Linked DNA regions of Mus musculus: region 1 is linked to region 2. Evidence: chromatin contacts called from public HiCAR-type data. All regions are on one chromosome and are shown on one strand. Each heading gives the region's core, a stretch centred on a gene start, on an enhancer-like site or on the middle of the called end of the contact. The rest is flanking DNA. Distances are from core to core; before and after follow the strand shown.

Region 1 (5,975 bases), core at 1,133-3,632, 52 kb after region 2:
TGGATGTCTTCAACATGTCAGGCTTCACGGTGGCAATGTTGCTGTTCCTCTGAGATAGGCACTGGATTCTCCATGTGTATTAATCCAGCCCACATGGCTTGCTTGGGTCCCTCTCATGTTTTAGCAAAGAGTTGCTGTTACTCTCAGCATTGGAATGATGAAGAGTGGACTCACTATACCTCCCATTTTCATTCCCTGATTCTTTCTTTGTCTAGTGCAGAAATGGGTGTCAGACATTCAGGATGTGGAGTTCTGATTTGAAGTCCTCCTTCACTTACAAATGTACAACAACACTCTGCCCTTCTCAGCCTTTTCAGAAATACCACTAACAACCATTTAAAGGCAGCATTCAGGATGCTCAGCCATAGTACAGTCTTTTTAGTATTTCACTAACTCTTTAATGTCAGTTTCTTGAAAATACATTTTAATTGAGATAGGATGACATAACCCTTCCCTCCCCTTTTCCCTTTTCTGCACCTCCCAGTTACCCACTCTATCTCTCAGATCCCTTCCATGCCATAACACTTTCCAACTGATGCCTCTTTTTATTTGATTAGTTTTTTGTAGGCACACACACACACACACACACACACACACACACAAACACACACACACGTGTGTATATACATATACATATATGTGTGTATATGTATGTGTCACAAATATATATATAAATACAACTTTCTGAGTCCATTTTGTTTATGTGTATATAGTTTCAAGGCTGACCATGCTGCATTAGACAAAGTAAATAGGAGCTCATGTCTGTGAGAGGCTAGTTCTCCTTTTCCCAGATACTTTCAGTTACCTGTAGTCTTTTGTTTGCATTGCATTAACATGTCAGTTGATATTGGCATAGCTCTGGTCTTGTTTACCTAACCATTTCTAGAAAGGACTGTTTCACAGCTGACTTCCTCTGAGAAGTCTGGCTCTTACGGTCTGTCTAACTCCTGTTTTGTGATGGTCCCTGAGTCATGGATGTAAGAGTTATGATATAGATATATGCACTGGGGCTGGGCTCCCTACAATCTGTTAATTCTCATAATAGGGACACCTATCTTTTTCTGAACTCTGTTTGCAACATGTTAAAGTTTATACATGGTCATTAAGTCAGTCTCTTGTACACAGGACAGAACTGGGCTGAGCCTTCCAGGAGGCCTCCAGCTGCTCCGAGCCTCCAGCTGCCAACTTTGCAGATGATCATCCTTACACACATTCTAGAATTTGGGTTGATAATGCCTAACTTGAAAAACATTTGTGGAATATGTAGAGTTGTGAACTCATCTAAAGCTCAGGACTATGGTCATGAGTAGTAATCAGCAATGAACACAATGCCCATTTGATCGCTTTAACACTACACTGCACCCATCACAGAGGCTTTCGGTCTATTCAAAGCATCCAGCTCTTCTTTGAGTCGCCAGCTGCTTTAGTGGCAGATCACTAAGATCCTGGATGTGCTTTCTTAGGAAAACAGCATTCTCCATAACCCCTTGTTTTTATAGGGAGGGGCCTTATTTCAATCCTTAGTAGAGTCTGCCTCAGACATATTATGACATCATGGCTCCATTGCCTAATTTGAATTGCATTCCATAAAACCCCTGTCTCCAGAAGTTTGTCTTCTGGATCTCACAGCAATAAATTACTCTATGTGAAAATCTGAGGCTTGAGGGCATTTGGATATTTCAGAATAACAGCATATTGGTAAGGTATTTCCATCAGCTTTTAGTATACCTGCTAGGAAAAAGGACCTTGGGTAGCTGAAAAGACTTTGCCAGGCTTCTATGTATCAATTCTAACATCTTTACCTTTGTAGGTGAATGGAAAACCAGAGAGGTGAAATAGCTAAGGTCCCACACAAACATGGTAGCATTTGTGAAGCCAGTTATGCAATTTGGCAGTAAAATCTGCTCCTCACAATAAAATATTTGCCCAAGTTAAAAGCAGATAATACAGGAATGCATTTTGTAAATATTAACTTGATTTTATTTCTCCATTAAATCATCTTCGCTGGTAGCCTCACACTTTCCAATGCTGAGCTAAGGTTGTGTCTCAAAGAAGATTCTAATTCCAAAGGTCAGCCTTAGCAGTTCAGGGTTCAGGCTGCAACGCATTCGTCTACAGGAGGAGAAAGGTCTTATAAAGCAGATATTGTCTAAAATGAAAAGGCCTTCCCAACTTGTTTGATTTTACTTTTCGTGTCCCAAGAGGCTTATTTGATAGTCTTGATCATACATTGTTTTTTTATAAAGGGAGAGCCTGTCCAGATTGGCAGGGAAGGGAGAAAACAGGCCCTTGAAGTCTGCCGACTGGCAGAAAGATAGGAAGTGGGGAGGAAAGTACGAGGCAAGGCCTGAAACGCTGGTTTGTCTCTGTCAAATGTCTCTGCTTTCTCACTGTAGTGTACATCACCCGTGCTTGACTGCCCAAGCCAATCTTTCATTGTCACTGGTGAATTGTTAAGATCCTGGAAAGCTGCCCCCTCATTCTCTTTCTCTTTCTCTTACGTCATTGTATTTTCTGGTTCTTCTGCACATATTTTTGTTATTCCTAAGAAAATAGACTTTCCCTCTTATACCAATATAAGCAACACATATGTGACCTGAGTGTTCTCAGCATAAGCTAAGCAACAGAGCACTGCCTGCTTCCCCACACATACTTTCCCTTTATTCCCCTGTGTAGACGTAAATCATTCAAAACTATACAACATACAAATAGTCCCATCTTATTTTCCTTTTTCTTATCTTTTCCTTTTATATTATTATTTTTATTAGTGTATATATTTCACATAGAAATTTCATACACCTTGGGGCTAGAGAGATGGCTCAGAGGTTAAGAGAACTAGCTGCTCTTCCAGAGGACCCAGGTTCAATTCTCAGCACCCACATGGCAGCTCACAACTGTCTGTCACTACAGTTCCGGGGGATCCGATTCCCTCACACATGCGGGCAAGACTCCAATGAACATAAAATAAAAATAAACAAATGTTTAAAAATAAATTTCATGCACCTTAAATGTACTGTTCAATATATAGCTGCCCAAAGTATTTATCCATGGAAATATCAATAAAATAAGTAGAACATTGCCAATCACTTACTATTTGTAAATCACCTCCTACCATGGAAAACATGACAGAATTCATACTTTACTAGGCTTTTGTTTTGTTTTTTGCTGTTTTAGAGTCCAGTATATGTTGAGAGTCTAAATTCTTATGAGTAAGCAAACTCTGTGTTGAAGTGTACTGTTTTCATATCTGGGAGACTGCAATTATAACCACTATAAAATTTTATGTATAGGATTGTTTTGAATGTGTGGTTTTATTTTCTATTCCCCACTTTAAAGTAAAAATGATGTATTATGGAATACAAACATACAGACATATCTAACTTAAAAACAAAGTGGCATTTTGCTTCCAGGGCTAGTGGGGTTATTTATTCTCTTACCAGTGAAAATGAGACGTTCAGCCTGTGAAGTCACATTTCCATCAGTACCTGCCATGATCAGTACTGGTTGGCTTAGCTATCTTACTGCATTGGCTAATATAAACTGTGAATTATCTAACAGACTTGAATTTCTTTACTTCTCTTCTAAAATTGAGGCAAAACTGTTCAATATGTCACCAGCAAACATAACTGGGTTTGTGTTATTTTGTTTTGTTTTAACACAAGAACCCACTCTGTAACCCAGGCTAGTTGAGAACAGAAGTAACCTAAGTTGGCCTCAAAGTCAGAGAATTCCCTTGCCTCAACATCTTGTGCTAAGATTATAAGCATCAGCCTCCACTTCACACAAACACACACACACACACACACACACACTATAAATAAATATAAAGTACATATATATATATATACACTTTATAAAGTCAAGTGCTTTTTTATTCCTAGTTTTGAGAAATGTTATTAAGATGAATTTCATGAGATTTTTCTGTACTTACTGACTTCATCATTTGTCTCTTATCCTCCCCTAACTTAGCATGGTGGTCAATTACAGTGATTAGTTTCTGAGTATTACAGGCAGCCATGCATTTCTGACACCTTCTAATGAGGAGATACTGCCCTTGTATTTTTACTTTCTGCCAAGAAGTTACAATACAATATACGAACAATTCTAGTTGATATTACACAGAATTTTATCATTATATTTTACATATATTTCTAAAGATACATCTAATCCCATGTGAAAATAATAGAAAAATTCTAAATCTTGAATTTTTAGTAATAGATTTTCTTCCTCTGTTGGTTTATACGTCAGTAAACCTCTTTACATGTTTTCATTGATCTATAAATGTAGAGAGGTTCAGTCAATGAACTCCAAGTTCCTGCATATGTCATGGACTGGCAGAATCTTTGAAATCCTCACATTTTCTAAAATGTCACAGTCTACACAGGTGGGATTTATAAGCCTGGGCTTTTAGTTGAGGCTGCTGAAAGAAGGTGTTCCATCCCCAGAGCTAGCAGCTTCCTTTCCACCCGAGCTTCTTGTTCTGAGATTATGAAAAGAGCTCTCAGGCAGAGATATGCATTCTGACAGCTTTCAGGGTAATCTGAAGCACAGTGGAGTGGATCAGTCGTGCACAGTATGTGTAATGCACAGCACAGGGCCAAGAAGGACACTGAGTAATGTGGTGAGCAAAGTGAGTATCAGAGGAGCAGGAAATGACTTTGAGGTCTGACCACTCTTTCAAGAATCATTCTGCTTAATGGGGACAAAGAAATGGCCCAACAACTGATGGAGAGGTCAAGCTAGGGAGGCCTGAACAGTGACAGAGATTGCAGCATCTTAACAGATGGTTGAGTTAGTAAAACACAAGGAAACATTTCTTTAGAAGTTCATGAGAATTACAGCAAAGCTGGAGGGATTCTGATCACAAAGGAGATGAAAGAGTTTTAGCTAGGGACAAAGAGGAGGAGGATGCATGTTTGGGGGTTAGTGAATGAGTAGAGGACTTCTCTAGAGTCCTGATTGTTCTTCTCTTCTTAGAAAACCAGAAGCCATTGCTGTCCACTGAACATGGCAATGGAATTCCAGGAGAAAGAACGGTAAAGAGAAGCCACAGCACAGCATAGTGAGAGGAAGCCTGGTAAAATTGGGCCAAAGGCTTGAAGCCCAGGAGACCTTGAAGGGATGGTAGGAGCTTTGCCTGCTCCTGGCAGCAGGCCTCTATCACGTAGCCACAGTCCTCCAATAGATTTGTGGCTGTCAGTCACATAAAGGAAACACCTCAAGCCCTTCCACATGTAGATGAGACATCCCTAACATCTCAGACCAAGACAACAGGAAAAGAGACGTGACCTGTGGTCACGTAGGCTCAAGACAGAGATCTCCATGCTAATGATGTGCCTAGAGGCTCAAAGGGCATCGCCAATAAGATTCCCTTCCCATATATTCCTCCCTGCAAAGGTATTTAATCTCAGGCCCACCCTGAGAAGTGAGATATGGTTTTATACATCCATTTTCCATTGTGACAATAAACTGTTTAGAACCATGGACTGCCTCTTTTCATAGATATCTGCTATGGGGAGCCATGAAAGCCTTTGCCTACAAAGCCTCTGCCTAATCTCCCACAGAAGGCCTCTCCACTCCTAGCCACAACTGCCACCAAACCTGCTGCCTTTATGGGAAGAACAACAATCACGAGCCCTCCCTCACACCCCACCCCTGCCCTGGGCAAGATGCAGTTATGGGCCTCCAACTTCATTCTCTGTTCTTCTGTGAGTCCCAGTGGCACCTGGATGTCCAAGAGCCTGAGAACTCCATGGACCCAGCATTGTTTCATATCTGGGGACCCCTGAAACAGCTCCAGCTTTCCCATGTCTCAGACTGGGCTTTCCCACCCCAGGAGGGGTGTATTGGTGCTTCCCTATAGCCCATAATTGCCATGGGGTGGCATGGGATATAAGCACAGTCAAATAGTGGCATGCCCTGTGGCGGAACCAGCAGAACAAGAATGAGCAAAGGGACAGGACAACAGCAGATTA
Region 2 (5,582 bases), core at 849-3,348:
TAGCAAATGTGCCATACACACGAATATTTATAAACAGATGTCTAGCATGACACTCTCTAAACACATGTGCACTTAGAACAATATTGGGGGGTTAGAATTTAAGTTGTTGACTGTTATTTATGTAACAGGCTGTGGGATGAAGACATTATTTCCTGGGTTGTGGTTAACCAGCATTCAGAAGAAAAGTTACATAAACAGAGACCAGATTCTAAACGTTTTAAAGCCTTGGGTCAAATATCCATTTATAAAAGCTGATTGGTGTTACAAATAGTTCCCTCAGGAAAATCCACAGAGCTCCTTTTTTTTTTTTTTTTTTTTTTTTTTTAGCTTCCCTGAAATCACAGAGCTGAAATCACAGAGCGGCAGCACACACCTCAGATGAAGTGCTTCCCAAGGTCAAAATTCTGCTTCCAAATTGTTTCAATAACCTTAAGCCATTTTGCTAAAACTCTTCAAAATTAGTTTATATATATATATATATATATATATATGTATATATATATATATATATATATATAAATCTGTGTCCTTGACAAATGTTATATTATGCAATATAGCCACAGACACTTCTTAGAATTGAAACAAGATTTAACTAAGAAAGCACCATTGTATTTTTCCTTTAACCCACCAGCAATCTGCAGGAAAATTCTAAGAAGCAGCTTCCCACCGCACTGTACACTGCCTCTGCCTGCCAATCAGCAGCCAGCAGTAATATCTAAACTACTAGAAACCTGTCAGGGATCTGAACTAGGGAAAACCTGACCCCCTATCATGTTGCAAAACAGATCACAAGGCAAGAGGAGCCATTAGAGTGAGAATGGGACTGCAAACTCCCAGAAGGGAAAAGGGGAAGCATAAAGATCAGAGGAGAAGCAGACACATTTATAACAAGCCTGAAGCAATTTCTGACCCTTCCACATTTTAAGTAAAACTCCGGAGTTTGTTGTTGTTGTTGTTGTTGTTTTTTTATTCTAAAAGCCTAAAATAACTATAGTTTTGTCTCTACTCCTTTATTAATATTGATGTTCCCTCTTGAGTCGCTTCTTTCTTATCAATCCCTCTAAACTTCCTTTAAGAAATCCTTTAAATTTTAGTGAGCATTCAATGTTGATAAGGATCTAACTTGAGGCAGCAATCGTAGTAATCTGTTTATTTACCGGCTCAGACTGGAGAGTCCTGGCAGGTCAATGGGGCCTCCCTGGCGCCACCAATGAGAGTATCAGAAATCAATTTAAAATCACCAGTGGAAAGTAGCTGCTGCCAATCACCTCATTTCCATTTCAGCTTCTGCGGGACTCTGTCTCTGGTTCTGTCTGAAACCTGTCAGGACGCTGCCTGGTTCTGTCTGGAACCTGGATCATTAACATTGTTTGGGCATTAACATAATATTAAATGCAGGGGGGAGGGGCTATAGACATTCTTTTGAGCTTCCCTTTCTTGCAACTTTGCACTCTCCAACCCACTTGAAAAAGTTAGCTGGGTTTTCATCTAAAGCCCGCTTGAGTGAGGATTTTATTTCAGGACAATCTTCCCCGTTGCTTCCCTTCAATCTGGTATTTCATACAGACAACTGCTTTGATTAAGCCTTGAGCTAAGCTGTTGCTAATACAGACCCAGACCTATGGCCATTCCTGCACATTTATTTCCCTAGAAAACGCATCTTCAACAAGGAAAAGGTGAGTAATTTTTGCAAAGGGAGAGAGGAGAGAGAGAGAGAAAGAAAGAAAGAAAGTCCATAGCAGCCATCCATTCGCCGGGGCCAGAAGTTTGAAAGAATGTGGCAAGCAGAGCCGAGTTAGTACCTTTCCTGACCTCTCTGAGCTGTTAGATGTGGAACTCAGCCTTCCAAACACAGCAGGATCCCGTCTTCGTCCAACTCTGCAACTGGGCGGGGGCAGTCCTGCCCTGGCAAGGTCCCTGCAGCGCGTAAGGAGATGCACTGCAAGTCTTTTGGGCGCAGAGAATTGGGAGAGACTTGCAGGAGGACCTGCAAGCTGCCCTACTCTGCAAGGGGGAGGATGAAGAAGAGAACTCTGGGGAAGAGTGGCTGGACAGAAGGGGAATACAGTGCCACTGAGTATTGAAGTCTTGGTCAAGAAAGAGGGCGGGGCGGCCTGGCCGGCAGCTGGAGGGGAAAAGGGTGCCTGAGCAGAGCCAGAGCTGGGAGGGGCCCGGGGCGTAGGCTTTCGGAAAAAAAAAAAATTCCATTGTTGATCCACCACCACCAGCACTACCACCTCCCATTCTGTACCTCCATCGGGTTCTGGTTGAAGGGTGCAGGATGCAGGGCAGCAGCCAGCGGGAGCAATCAAGGCACAAGGAGCGAATCAGCTGGGGTTTCCCCGGTTTCCCCCAGTGCTTTCCAGCCGGGGAGTCCCAACCCCAGCTAACAGAAAAGTGAAAGAGAAAGAGCCCAAGCTGAGGCGGAGATCAACACCCTGGGGAGGTTGCGGGAGGAACACATGGTCCCGGCCACCTTACCAGGTGCCCACATGATTCTGCCACTGCCAGGTCCCCAGGGCGCAGAACCTGAAGGGCAACTGAGAGCAGAGAGCAGTCTCCTCCCCCTGGGCAGTTGGCCACAGCCTCTGTGTGTCCTGGAATGCCTTTGCCTCTGTGAAGTTTCAAGGAGTTGGCCTGAGTTCACAGGTTGCTTGCATCTACAGCAACTGGCCTTGCAGGGAGGCAGTTTGGCTTCCCCATAGAAGCCCGGAGGAGATCTGGACAGAGACTGTACCGGGAGGAAACGGAAAAGGACCTTGGGTCTGGAATGGGCGGTCCTCCAAAACAACCCTTGACCTGCTGCAGAGTCTGGAAGAGGGAAGTTTCTTTCTGAACTCTTGCTAGGAGGGGCCTGTTTGGGAACAGTAAACTTCCACTAAATTGACCCCTCTTGGGTCATTTTTCCAACCTAATTTGTAGCTGAATGTAAAACATTGCACATGTCTTTTGATGGGAAACAAGGCGTGGGTAAGGCAGCATCTTTAAGTTGGAAATTAGGAGTGATTATAGTGAGGAGGAGTTAACCATGTCAACTGTGTGTCTATTCCAGACAGTCCGAGAGCCCGGGGTCCCAGCTTTGGCATTCAGATGAATCATTGAAAAGACTCAGTGGCTTGCGGTTCCCAAAGCTTTTGAGAAAGCCAGGAGAAAACGATGAGGCCCTTGGCACCTAGTTAAACACAACTATGTTCTGTGTTTTTGTGTATTACATTAAAAAATGGTAAAAACTAGAATATTTGAACGACTAATTATTAACTGTGTGTGGCATTCCACATAAAATCATTGTAATGGGAAGTTTGTTCTCACACACTTATCTTGTATCCCTTCAAGGTTTATATTTGAAACAATAATGCATGTTTTGGTAACAATCACACCAAAATTTACTTATAATAAAAATCGTGAAAATGTGTATTTTACAACCATTTAAAATTTTACTACCATTATAAATTATATTTAAAGAAACATAAAAATCTGACTGGAGAGATTGCTCAGCAGTTCAAGAGCTTGTTGTTCTTGCAGAGGTCTGGACTTCCATTCTCAGGACCATACTGAGATGATCCACTAACAGCTGTAACTCCTGCTCCAGAGGATCCAACAGCATTGGTCTCCTGAGGGACCTGCACTTACACACACACACACACACACACACACACACACACACACACACACACATACAAATACATTTTTAAAATCAATATTCTTTTTGTACAGGATAATACAGTGAATTGTCTTGAACAGCTTCAATGAGTTTCAAACCCAACCACTTTTCCATTTCACACTGAAGCCCTGCTTCGTGAAATGAGCATGCACTATAAAAATAGGCCAGAAGCTGGACTGAATTCCATCACAATGATGTACTAGAAGTGAACATCACAGTATGTGAGTGATGTAGAGGTGAGCAAGTAGGTCAATATCTCATGCCTCAACTTGGACCAATACAGAGCTCTGTGTACCCCGGCAAGGTGATTCCTTTCGCATCTCTCCAGATCGCCCTATGTCTCCTGTGTGCTGTTCAACTGGTAGAGGAATCACATGACCATCAATAAGACACTTCATGGACTACACCCAGTACCTCCATGCAGGGCTGGTTGCTGCTTTGGCCAGAACATACAATGCATCCCAGTTGTCCGCTTCTGTCCACGTGCTCTAACTGAGGCAGCTGCTTTTAGCAGATGTTCACCAGCCCTAGGATCCAGACCCTGCTGGTCATCCTCAGGACTGATCAGGCATCCCTGCCTAAACAATACACTTTTATACCATGCAGTAGTAAATATTCTGAGCCACCAAGTATTAAATATTCTGAGCTACTGGAGAATTTTCATAATACTTAGGAAACTTAAGAGTGTGCTTTCCTCATGAGATGAACTATACAGAGCACTCTAAGTATATGAAAAACAATTAACTGGCCTTTAACTGCTGATCCCACTTCAGATATATACAGTAGGTTTCAAAATAAGATGGTAAATGATATATGAGGCATTTATGCATTTGTGGTAAGAATAATGCTGATGACAATGAAGTCAATTAGAGCATTGTTGCCATGGGATTCATTGTCCTACTATTGCCTCTCAAACATGCAGGGCAAATTTGTTTTCTTAATTACAAATATAAGAGGAATTTTTAAATAACTCACAAGTGCCCACAGTCCAGTGACATTCACTGTGTGGCATAATTTGTTTTGGTTGCATTCCACTCCAACAGAACTTTAATATATGCAGTTTGTACTTTCACTTGCCACAGGCACATTGGGAAGATATTGAAAATCACTCACACCAATGAACAAGTAAATTCCACCACATAAATTAAAAGAAAGACAAAGATTGATGGAATAATCTTGAAATTGCCTCAAGAAAACTTTGACAATTACAATGGGAGAAGGGATGAGGACAAACTAACTAAACTCATAGAAGAGGCCATGGCAGTCATTTTCAAAGAATGAACAAGAACGTCAGAGTTTGGGAAGTTAAATAAAACATCTGATGATTTCCCAAAGATTAACTTTGCTGTATTTAAAATAAATTACTAGATGGGTATCATGGCTCATAACAACTTGCTGGTGTTTAGAATTCTGAAACCATGGGGAGTGACAATTCTGGAATTTTGATTTCTTTAAAATAAATCACAGAAATATTATAAGAATATGCTTTCATTTTAATCCCAAAATGTAGTGATGTGGGGCTGCTGACAGTCTGAAGCAGCTAACAATGATTTACCTCCTGTTCTAGCAGAGGTGTGGTTTTGCCAGCTGCAGATAGTTTCTATGATTGTGTGAAGACATTTGGAATTTTGGCAACTTTTCAGAGAATATATAAATTCTAGAACCCTGATAGGCGGACACAATGGTCATTGGTTGTGATTTGTTAGTAGTCATGCTCAAAGAAAAAATAAATTAGATTCAAGGAGATCTCTCTCTCTCTCTCTCTCTCTCTCTCTCTCTCTCTCTCTCTCTCTCTCTCTCTCTCTGCCTCTTCTCTCCCCTCTCCTTCTTTCTATCTAGTGATATATGGTAGAACCTGGGGTATGAAGTGTGAAAAAAAGAAGAACCCACAAAGTAGCAAAAACCAGCTGCAATCAAAGAA

Evidence for each region. HiCAR-type assays count read pairs that join an accessible place to other places.
Region 1: a HiCAR-type map of kidney shows a contact between it and region 2, with 2.1 times the contacts expected there. The contact joins the enhancer-like site here to the promoter of Il15 in region 2. A contact is called at or near these places in 4 of 39 promoter capture datasets (the HPC-7 cell line, embryonic stem cells and liver), 6 of 484 Hi-C or Micro-C datasets (the G1E-ER4 cell line, liver, nephron progenitors and 1 more), 3 of 115 datasets of contacts at active chromatin or transcription factors (bone marrow-derived dendritic cells, bone marrow-derived macrophages and kidney) and 3 of 9 other capture datasets (adipose tissue, liver and pancreatic islet).

What each region holds. Positions count from the first base shown.
Region 1 is chr8:82,452,204-82,458,178 of GRCm38.p6, forward strand. No RefSeq gene overlaps it. Among named protein-coding and RNA genes, the nearest start is that of Gm25138, 46 kb to the left of the region's middle. Within about 2 kb of position 2,383, at least 6 of the 459 cell types and tissues checked have an H3K27ac peak or open chromatin away from gene starts, as enhancers often do. A contact at or near this core is called in kidney, where this site is marked.
Region 2 is chr8:82,400,488-82,406,069 of GRCm38.p6, forward strand. It overlaps Il15 (interleukin 15), which reads right to left and starts at 2,099. Exons shown (of 8, transcript NM_001254747.1): 1 at 1,813-2,099.